3 separate regions of the Mus musculus genome follow, and all the other regions are linked to region 3. Evidence: chromatin contacts called from public Hi-C and Micro-C data. All regions are on one chromosome and are shown on one strand. Each heading gives the region's core, a stretch centred on a gene start, on an enhancer-like site or on the middle of the called end of the contact. The rest is flanking DNA. Distances are from core to core; before and after follow the strand shown.

Region 1 (3,612 bases), core at 1,060-3,559, 91 kb before region 3:
TCAGATGTGCTGGCAGGTCTGTAAGCCCGCACTGTGGGGAGGGTCGGGGTGGGAGAGAGACCGGTAGATCCTCGGGGCTCATTGGCTAGAGGCCAGAATTCGGTATCAGGTGGCTTCCCCAATTATTCTCCAGCTCTTTTTAAAATAACATTTTTATTTATTCTTTGATAAATTCATACATATATTTTGATCAGATTCTTTCCTCCCCACCTCCTTAAACACCACTTCCCCCGACACACACACCAAACTTCATTTTCTCCTTCTTTTTTTTAAAAAGCAAAAGCAAACACAAAACATGGGGTCCCGTTTGTGCTGGCTGACTACTGGATGTGAGGCCTGCCCTGGAGTGTGGCCAATATACCCAGTGTCACTCCACTAAAGAAAAGTGACTTTCCCCACCTAATAGCAATCAAATCCCTACTGCTTTGTGGGGAGGGGTGGGACTTCACGGCCACTTCCCCACCTCCTTGCTGGGATGTGTCTGGCTCGAGCTTATGCAGACCTTATGCACGCTGCCTCAGTCTCATGAGTTCACGTGTACCATGCGCCTTGTTGTGTCCCGAGGCACGGTGTTATCTTGGAGTCATCTACTGCCTCTGGTTCCCACAGTCTTCCTGCCTCCAGTTCAGCATAGATCCCTGAGGCCTGAGGGGAGGGGTGTGATACAGACATCCAATATCGGGCTGAGCATTCCCCAATCCCTTCTCTGCATGTTAGCAGCTGTGGGTTTCGTTGCTACTTACCATCTACTTAGAGAACCTTCTCTGATGAGGGCTGAGCATTGCACCGACCTGAAGTTCTGGTTCATACTGTGACTGAGACCCCAATCAGTACCAGATCACAGTGGTGGGTGGGATGATTTCTCGAAATCAGGTCACTAACTGAATCTGGAACTAAAGATAACATTCCCAAACCCTATCTTCAACTTTAAAATTTGAAAAATCTCATCAAGTTGCTGGGTTGACCTTGAATTCACTCTGCAACCCAAGCTGGCCTGGATGTCGCAACCCTTCTGCCTCAGCCTCCCCATGAGCTGAAATTACAGGCCTGAAGCACATGCTTAGTTTGTGAACACACTTGATAGCAGGAAAGTGAGACAGAAGGAAGATGAAGTGATGAGGATCTTGTTGACAGTCACCACATCAGCTGTCCTTTGATTCTGATCACTGCACTTAGGGCAACACCACCAGTATGTGTGGTACTCCTGCAGTCATGACTCGGCCACTCCCTCCCTCAGAATCTGAGGACCCTGCTCAGACAGCCATTTTTCCTCTAGAATTCTATACTGTTCAATACTCAAGAGGTCTAAATTGAAATCCAGACTGAGCTAGTCCTCAGTCCGTCCTAACATCCACATCTTTCATTCCACTGGTGAGTATTCTGCTACAGTGAGGCCCAGAGTTTAGCAGACTGTAACTATAATGGACCACACAGTCAATACTTGCGGCTCTGTCGACCACAGCACCCCATGGACCACTAAACCCTGATGCTCAGGCCTAAAAGCATGCAGAGATAATGTGTAACCCAAGGCCTGGCTGGGATCCAAGGGCACAGGCTAGTGGCCAGACTCAGCCCACGTACCATATGCTGATCCATGGGGTGAAGCCTAGTGACTCTCGAGCCATGATGAAAAGCCCTCTCCAGCCCAAGCCTTTCCCTTCTGTGCATGTCTTTCTGTCTCAGGAAAACCTAACTTCAGAAATACAGGATTTCTGAAATTAGGGTTTGATTCCAAATCCGTAAGCCAGGAATAAGCCTAATTCTGACCTCTCTACACATCTAGGGCCACTGGTCTCTGCGCTACGACCTGGCCACCCCGTGGATATCACAGGAAGGGATATGCTTGCTCTCCAGCCACCTTAGGAAAGGTTTAATGGGAGCATCGCGCAGAAGAGAAACTGAGGAAGGCTAATGAAACAAATCCAATCTAACTCTGGTTAAACCCCTGGTGATTCTGATGTGAATGTTAGGTCTCCATACAAGGAGCCTGATGCTGTATTAGGGAGCGTGCAGCCTTGCCACATAGAGGCCTGCTGATGTGAGTCTCAGCTCAGCAAACGGTCAGTGGCAGCAAAAGCAACCTGCAGTGACCACAGCTCAGCTACCAAGTCCCCACTAAACCCCCACATCCTCCACCCATCCATCCCCTGGAATGTTTCAGCCACATTGTCTCCTGGCCAGAAAACTTACGGTTTTAAAGTCCCACAAGGAGCCCGAAGTCACAAAATGAGTCACTATCAGAGTCTAGTCTGAAGCAGAGACAAGTTGGCTATGAATTCAACTTTTATCCACCAATACCACACAGTTCCTGGGCCTCTTGGATGCTGCTGCTGGGCTTCTGTCACATCATCATTGGGTGAGGACTTTGGCTGGACTAACCAGCTGTCCATATAACATGTGTCCTGCAAAAATGCTTTCCCATATCTGCAGGGAGGTGCTGCTGGGAGGCTGGGCCTGGGTACAACCACAAAACAGAAGCCAGTCCATAGTCTCAATAGCACTTTTGACCAGAAGGGGACACAACTATGAACCATAGCTGGCAACCACAGTCCCAAGAAACAAGTACAACAAGCAGCCACTTTCACAGATGACTGATATACATTCTGAGGACTGGAGAGGGAAGGAGGAGTGAAGTCAGCCACTTTCACAGATGACTCATCCACATTCTGAGGACTAGAGAGGGAAGGAGCAGAGAAGTCTAGGAAGTACCAAGAGGTACTTCAACCCTGAAGTTCAACCCTCGCAACCCTGATTCTAGCCCTAGGAATTGAGAATCAGCTAAAACAAGGAACAGCCCATCTGGGATTGTGTTCCTACATGGAAGGCCATGCTAAAAGTGAAAACTACATTATCAACACTACAAGCCTCGTGAACTATGAAGGGTGCATGGGGCTAAGGATAAGAAATTATGTAATTTTAATTTCATTTGCCAGCAACAAGAAAGGTTGGCTGCCCAAGTTTACCAGGTGAACCGAGTGCCTTGGCATTTACCATGTCACTCAGCCTGAGATGCACCCAGGCAGCTGAGGGAACCTGCCCACAGTCCCAAACTCAGAGTGACGAGGTGGCAGAGAAGAGGAGGTGGACTCTCATCAAGGTTGGAATCCACTTCACTCTTGGCTTTTGCTGAGGCTTCAAGAGGTGGGAGGGCTCCGGGGGCATCTTGCATAATGCTACAGGACTGATAGGAGCCGTAAGGAGGGAGCAATTCACCTCCAGGCTGTATAGAAAAAAAAAGGACTCCTTCCCCAAGCTTCTGTGCTTATAAACCAACCTGCAGTTCCTGTGCTTTGCAAACCAGCAAGGAAACAAACAAACAAACAAACAAACAAACCAGGAGAGGTGCCAGAGTGATGAGCAATGAGGCAGCACTGGAATGTGAAGGGATCAGCCCAATGTCTCATGAGCAGTGACAGGCACCTGGGGTCTTGGGGACCTGCTAAGAGCAAGACAGTTCCCTGATGGGCAGCTCTTTCTTTTGTTCCTTTTGCATTTTCTGAGACAGGCGCTCATTAGCCCAGAGTCTCCTGAGTTTCAGGATTAGATCTGGGCAACCATCACACATGGCTTATAAACAGTGCTGAGGACAGAACCCAAGGTGTTATGCACACT
Region 2 (3,637 bases), core at 367-2,866, 65 kb before region 3:
GAGAAGTAATGACGGTTCACTAGGCAACAAAAGCAAATCCCACCAAGAAGTTAACAGACCAATCCATCATCAAGGACCATCCTGCAGGCCTGGACCACCCAGCTCTGTCTGTCTCCGTGGGATTCCTGCAGGGATGTGGGTAGTGATGGTCTCTATAGGCACTCAGTGGAAAGTCTCTTTCCATCAAGAAAAGCAACACCAAAAACCACAACTGAGGAATGCATAATGAGTGAAATGGAGTTAGGAGAAATAAGAACCCTGGGAGGCAGAATGAGGGTGAGCACAAACTCTCCATTAGTAATTACATTAAATGCGTTGAATGAGATGCAGAGAAACCTACAGGGCTGGGGTGGTGGTGGTGCAAAGCAGTGAAGTTTCCTGCTTGGGAAACACTTTGCAGCTTGTGATTAAAGTCAAGGCTAGCCTATGACCCAGGAAATGCCTTCGATAAATGAAAGGCAGCTACACACTAAGTCCTGCACAACAAGATCAAAGTAGCATCATCCACACTAGGCTACATGTGAAAACAACACACATACCCATTAGCTGGTAAACTGCATGACCATGCAGCTGTTTTCGTCCTGAAAGGAACTACAGTACTGATTCACACTCAGGCACAGATGGTTGTATGAAGACCAGAAGATGAAACTAGGAAGTCTTTCTTAAATTATTATCATGTTTTGTTTTTGTTTTTTAACACAGGGTCTCTCACTTAAGTTCATCGTTTGCCCTAAGTAGGGTCCAGTAAGTCTGGGGATCCTTCTGTCTCTGCCTCCCAGTACTGGGGTTGCTGGAGCCATGCCTGAGTCTTCACATGTGTTCTGTGAGGTTGAACTTGCGTCCTCAGCAAGCATTTTATTCACTGAGCCAGAAGCTCAGTCTTGAACACACTATGCTGGGCTAAAGAAAGAAGAACACAGAAGCTCTTCATTGTATGAAACCAGCCACATGCAAAAGGCCTCGATAGGCAAATCCATGGAGGGAGAAAGATAATGCCTGGCTTGCCGAGACTCAGTACGTAGACAGGGGTTACTGAAAACATTCTGGAATCAGGTAACGGTGACAGTCACAAGACCACCTGTAAACATGCTCAAAACCCTTGTATGGGGACTCAAAGATGGTGACTTTCAAGCTATGTGAAAGTCTGGGAAACTATTAGTTTAAATGGGGAAGAAGGAAGGAGGGAAGGAGGAAAGGATGGAAGGAGGGAGGGAGGGAGGGAGGAAGGCAAGGAGGGAAGAAATGCACAGGCTCCTGGAAGATGTAGAAATACAAGGTAAAACTAAGGTAAGACTGCAGCAGAATTTCTAAATCTTTTACTCACCAGGATTGCAACACTCTTGCCTGAACTCTGAGTTTTTGTTTTCGTTTTTGTTTTCTGATGAATTTGTGGTCCTGGAGCACAGACCACCAGTGACCATTTCCTGCTCCTACCTGAAAAAGTTTCCTGGTGCCTTCAATGAGGGCTTCTAGAGCCACCATTTGACAGGATGGAAGACTCATCCTGGCAGATAGACAGACTCGTGTCTCTTTGGTATTTCCCTCTCTCTCCCCTTACACTAGAATATCAAGCTTAGCCCACAACACATGCAAATGCTCATTTTTCTTGCAACACTCAGATTGCTCAAGACTGAGGCCTTCAGCACTCTGTTTTCCCAGCAGAGCCCTAACCCCTCCTCCTAAGCATCTCACCTGCACACAAGCTAGTCTTGAACAGCTTCACTATGGGTATTTCAGAAAATGCCACCACTAGGCTTCAGGTCTATTTTCTGCCTTCACTTGGCAATAACTTCTGACTCTTCAGACAAAAGGCGATGCATTCCCTCTCCAGATCCACCTTTCTGCTGGTATTCCCACATAAGAAGAGCTGAGAAATAGCAATGCCTTATTGCCAGCAAGAGAGCAACACTCTGCTCAGACAGCACAGGGGAGAGAGGAGCCTTTTCGAGCTGCATCAAGAAGAGCTTGGCATAGGCCTGCCAGCTGCAAAACTCTCTACCTGGGCTCAGAGCTCAGAGCTCGGTGTCCCACCCTTCAACCTTTCAGGCTACAAAGCCCACTGACTCCCTCATTCCCAAAGCTCATGGTCTCAAAGCCTGTTTGCATTTTTTTCTGGAAGATTGGGCACATGTAAGACACAGAAATAGAAGAGAGATCTGGGTGAAGGGGTCTGGTGGGAGTGGGAGAAAACGGTAATATGATAATAATACATTATACACATGTGTGGAAATGTCACAATGAACCCTGTTACTATGTGTAATTAACATGTGCTCATTAAGAGTAAAACTCCATATGTTGCATACAGGATGCTTCTACAGTGATGAATCATATTAAACTGTATTTTGTTATTTATGGATAGGTATGTATATGCCTGTCTCTATGTATGCATATGTGCTTGCAGGTGCCTATGGAGACTACAGTCGGTTATTAAATTTCCCCATAGTTACAGTTACAGGCAGTTGTGAGCCGCCCAATGTTGGTGCTGAGAACAAAACTATGATCCTCCACAAAAGCAGTAGTCACTTCTAACTACTGCACCATCGCTCCAGCCCCTCATTTGCAGTTTTAAAGATAAGTTGTCAGTAGATGCTATTAATGGTGGTAAAAGTGTTTTATTTCTCATTTGCTTACTGATTTAGCATGCATGAAGAATGATAAATTTTGATACTTTTAAGTGTAGGTACTTGGCTATCTGTCTTGCATATTCTCCCAGATAGTCCCCAGGCAAGGACTGTGACTCCAGGGTGAACAGCACCACTCGTCTCAGTATGAGCCTGAGATAAGACAGCACAGCCTGTGGCTGCTCAGCCCTCTCCGTCTGTGTCCCAGTGAGCCCTGCCATGTTTCCATGTCTCTTCTGCAGATACCAACAATGCATTTGTTAACTTCATCTTCCATTCCCCACCTACACTTGGACTTCTGCTGATACAGGTAGGTGTGCCTGGAGCAGAGATGGGCAAGAAGTCCTTGCTCTTAAGAATCCTGCACAAAATGGAACCCCATGTTGACCCATGACTCTTCTAATAAGTAACAAAATTCATTTGTGTGTCCCAAGAAGCAAATATAATGAAGAATTAGGTAAGATGTCTCATTTCCTATCAGGCAATCCCAATATTATCTAATTCACTCCTTCATATGAACACGGATACCGCCACAAAAGATAAATCAACCCCAAAAGCCAAGCTTATGCAGAAAATATAAAGGAATGATCTCACTGACCCCTATCATCAGTGTACGCACATCTCTATCTAAAGGGGGACATATGTGATCATGGCTTATTAAATAATGGGAACCACTAAAATAACCGGGTTTGTGAAGAGAATGCAAAGTGGGAGCATCACTTGGCCTCCTTCCCAGCATATCCAACTCAGAGCTCCAAAGCTGTGTGTGCCACAGGACAGCCATAGCTGCGCAACACAAAACCACACTTACTACAAGTACTATGAGATTTTTCTTTCTAGATTTTATTAATTTTTCCCATTTAAATTGCACAAGTATAAACTTTGTAGATGACAATCTGCTGCCCTGTGTGACTATAAAACAGACCTGCTAGACCTTTGCAGTCTCAGTGTCTGTGTATACCTATCTGCCCACATATACATGCACACCCATGCGTATGCACACTTGTGAGTCACAA
Region 3 (3,376 bases), core at 818-3,317:
AATGCATGCACACACATACATACATACAAATAAATATTATGGTTTTATAATCTCTCTCTCTCTCTCTCTCTCTCTCTCTCTCTCTCTGTGTGTGTGTGTGTGTGTGTGTGTGTGTGTGTGTGTGTGTGTGTTATGAGCTCATAACAGCTGTGATGTCAGGGCTCAGATACTGTCAAACAGCAAAGACTTAGATGAGTTAGTTGGCAGGTGACTCCAAAAGCTGCATTTTTAACGAGACACCATGCTTTCAGTTAGGAAAGTAAAGACTGGCTACATTACTAAACTCCTGGTGAAAAACGACCAGACCTTGATGTAGGTCCAGTGAGATAACAAAGCTTACAGTCTTTACTGTGGGTAATGAGCCAGGATAGACTCGAGCTGAGTGAGGCAGATCCTGCTGAGTGGTCCTATGTACTGTATGATTCCATTATCACAGCACAGAATCAGGCGAGTCTGACGTGAGCATCAGAAACTGCTTGGGAGTTCCCATGTGGTCAGTGTGGTGACTGGAGGCCAGAGTGTACCTGGAGCACTGGCCAATGACTTTTCTCTTTCCCAGCTGTGCTCCAGGGAGAATTCTTGGCTGAGTGAGTCAGCTGGAAGTGCAGCTAGCATGCTTGCCGCCTAGACACATCTGCTGTGCTTCAGTTAAAGGGTAGCCAGAAAGATAAGGTAGTCTCTAGGTGAGCAGGTGTTCTGGAAAGAGTAGAAGGGCGGAAGGGAGGGAAGGAGGAAGGGGAGGTTCAGAGGAGAAGATGCTGTATTTGAACTTCACTGCTTAATGCATACCTGAGACTGGTTGATAGAGTACGACAGCAAGTCTTGGGAAGAAAATCCCATAACACACCTGTCGAAAATATTTTAAGGCTCCCATGGGGCTGGAGAGGTGGCTCAGTGTGTAATACACAGGCTGGACAGCTCTGAGAATGTGTGTTTAGATCCCCAACACCCAAGTGAACCTGAAACATGGTAGTGGGAGTTTGTACTGCTGGCCCTCCTCCTTCCAGATGGGAGGAAAGACAGGACAATCTGCAAGGATTGAATGCTAATCAATATTGTACATTAGCAGCGAACCAAAGGTAAATCCTGTCTCAAACAGGATTTGACAAGGCTAAGACTGAACTAACACCTGAAATTGTCCTATGATGCTCATAGACTTGCTGTACCCAGCAGCAGACTGAGACACATACACATGAATACACAAACTCTCTCACACACACACACACACACACACACACACACACACACACACACACACACACACACATCATGTGTACACACAGATTGTTTTTTAAAGAGAGAGAGAAGTTTCCATCAATGAATACAGATGGAACAGGGTGAAACTTCTGCCAGGTTGTTTACATAGAGGACTTGGGTCTCCACACACCCACCCCTTCCTCACTTAGTGTTTCTGGAAATCAGATTTCTCTGGGAGAACTCTGTTCCAAACACAAGGATGAATAGGGGTCACTGACCACACACCTCTGCCAACAAGAGTGAGTTCCATGGTCCTGGCCAGGCCAACTCCCAGCCTGGAGGTCCTTCCTGGCTCCCTGGTGCTCCTTTCTCATTCATGCAAATCTGCCTGTTCCCTGGTGTGGCAAATTTTCATGGAGCCCTTCCCATGCCTATCCTATGCACAACTGTCCTGGACCATCCTGGCTTCTGTCTGGTCCAGGAACTTACCAGCCTGTTTGAGCAGAAGCAGTCCTCGCTTGGCCTCCTCCAGGGGCAGCACGAAGGATGTCTTGGCTGTGTGGAAGCAGAAGCCACATTTGTAGTTGCACTGACGAGTGAAGTGGTAGTTGACACTCACGGGGGTTGTGGGCTGAGTGCTGTTCCCATCTTCCTGGGTCTCCTGGGTGTCCTCCGGCTCACCCCGGACCTGTGGCTGTTCCTTCCCGGGATCTAGCCACCCTAATGCTATTCTCAGCCAGCAGAACAGGATGGCCAGGCCACTCCAGAGGGAACCCAGCTGCTGCTGGAACAGGCTCAGCAGCCGAGCAGCTAGAGCAGTGGGCACCAGCATCCCCATGGTGATAGGCACACACCTGCTGCTGCCTGTAAGGGCTTATAAACTGTGGCCCAGCTAGCCACGCCCCCAAGCATTTGATCACTGTGTCACAAGGAGGAGGGAAACACCTCCCTTGACTCAGTTAAACAGAGTTTCTGTTTTCTGAAAATGAAAGTTGGACCAGAGCCAAGACTGAACCTTAGGACGCGCAGGCCAACTCACTGCCTTTCCTTGGCTTCCGGCTGCCCCTATAACCCCTGTAAACATCTGTCCTGATGACGCTGCAAGAATTCCAGCAGCCACGAGTTTCTGAAACAAGTTTCTTACAGACAGACATATAGCTGCATCCTTGCAGGCTGTTATTTTAACAAACAAACAAAATATTTGCATTAAGCCTCTTACAACGATTATCTATGCACACTCAACAATTTTTAAATATTCTGCTCTTTCCCCGCCCACCCACCCCCAAACAAACAAACAAAACAAAACAAACTCACCAAAACCCTAGAGTTTTGTAACTTGGTATGTTTATAGCTTGGTATGTAGCAAGTCAGTTGTATGTTGACCTTGACAGTGCCTGGCAACATTCTCAAAAGGACTCAAGACTGGTATATTCCAGGCAAACACAACAGAGAAATTTGGCAAAGTAAATTTAGTCATTTTATGTTTTTAAAACCTTTTTATTGAATACAATATAATAATACAATAATACAATATATTCTCATGTTTTCTTCTTTTCCATTCCTTCCAGATGCTCTCCACCTCCCTACCCACCCAACTTTATATTCTTTTTTAAGCTACTTTTTAACATATATTTTATTAGATATTTTCTTTATTTACATTTCAAATGTTATCCCCTTTCCTAGTTTCCCCTCCGAAAATCACCCATCCCCTCCTCCTCCCTCTGCTCCACAACCTACCCACTCCCATTCCTGGCCCTGACATTCCCCTATACTGGGGCATAGCACCATCATAGGACCAAGGGCCTCTCCTCCCATTGATGACTGACTAGGCCATCCTCTGCTACATATACAGCTAGAGCCACAAGTCTCACCATGTGTTTTCTTTTATTGGTGGTTTAGTCCCTGGGAGCTCTGGGGGTACTGGTTGGTTCATATTGATGTTCCTACTATGGGGCTGCAAACCTCTTCAGCTCCTTGGGTACTTTCTCTAGCGCCTTCATTGGGTACCCTGTGCTCCGTCCAATGGATGATTGTGAGCATAGCCATTTTAAAACTTGATTCCTTAATAATTGGTTCTTTTTTTAATGTTATTAAAGGACATATGGAGTAAATATTTCTCAAACTCCTCCATTTAAAGTTTTGCCAGTATGGTACAATGCTACAATCCTGAGAGTCACAC

The links. A called contact is a pair of places that touch in the nucleus more often than the background predicts.
Region 1: a Micro-C map of muscle stem cells shows a contact between it and region 3, with 7 times the contacts expected there. The contact joins the enhancer-like site here to the promoter of Rsad2 in region 3. A contact is called at or near these places in 5 of 39 promoter capture datasets (embryonic stem cells, liver, neutrophils and 1 more), 2 of 484 Hi-C or Micro-C datasets (both in muscle stem cells), 2 of 115 datasets of contacts at active chromatin or transcription factors (double positive thymocytes and embryonic stem cells) and 2 of 9 other capture datasets (adipose tissue and liver).
Region 2: a Hi-C map of neutrophils shows a contact between it and region 3, with 1.5 times the contacts expected there. The contact joins the enhancer-like site here to the promoter of Rsad2 in region 3. A contact is called at or near these places in 5 of 484 Hi-C or Micro-C datasets (CD4 T cells, LSK cells, bone marrow and 2 more), 3 of 115 datasets of contacts at active chromatin or transcription factors (the HPC-7 cell line, double positive thymocytes and effector CD8 T cells) and 3 of 9 other capture datasets (adipose tissue, liver and pancreatic islet).

Annotation. Positions count from the first base shown.
Region 1 is chr12:26,363,467-26,367,078 of GRCm38.p6, forward strand. All of the region lies in intron 3 of Rnf144a (ring finger protein 144A), which reads right to left. All of the region lies in intron 3 of 4930549C15Rik (RIKEN cDNA 4930549C15 gene), which reads left to right. Among named protein-coding and RNA genes, the nearest start is that of 4930549C15Rik, 19 kb to the left of the region's middle. Within about 2 kb of position 2,310, at least 27 of the 459 cell types and tissues checked have an H3K27ac peak or open chromatin away from gene starts, as enhancers often do. A contact at or near this core is called in adipose tissue and muscle stem cells, where this site is marked.
Region 2 is chr12:26,389,760-26,393,396 of GRCm38.p6, forward strand. All of the region lies in intron 2 of Rnf144a (ring finger protein 144A), which reads right to left. Among named protein-coding and RNA genes, the nearest start is that of Mir6538, 23 kb to the right of the region's middle. Within about 2 kb of position 1,617, at least 19 of the 459 cell types and tissues checked have an H3K27ac peak or open chromatin away from gene starts, as enhancers often do. A contact at or near this core is called in neutrophils, where this site is marked.
Region 3 is chr12:26,454,385-26,457,760 of GRCm38.p6, forward strand. It overlaps Rsad2 (radical S-adenosyl methionine domain containing 2), which reads right to left and starts at 2,068. Exons shown (of 6, transcript NM_021384.4): 1 at 1,687-2,068. The coding sequence starts at 2,035.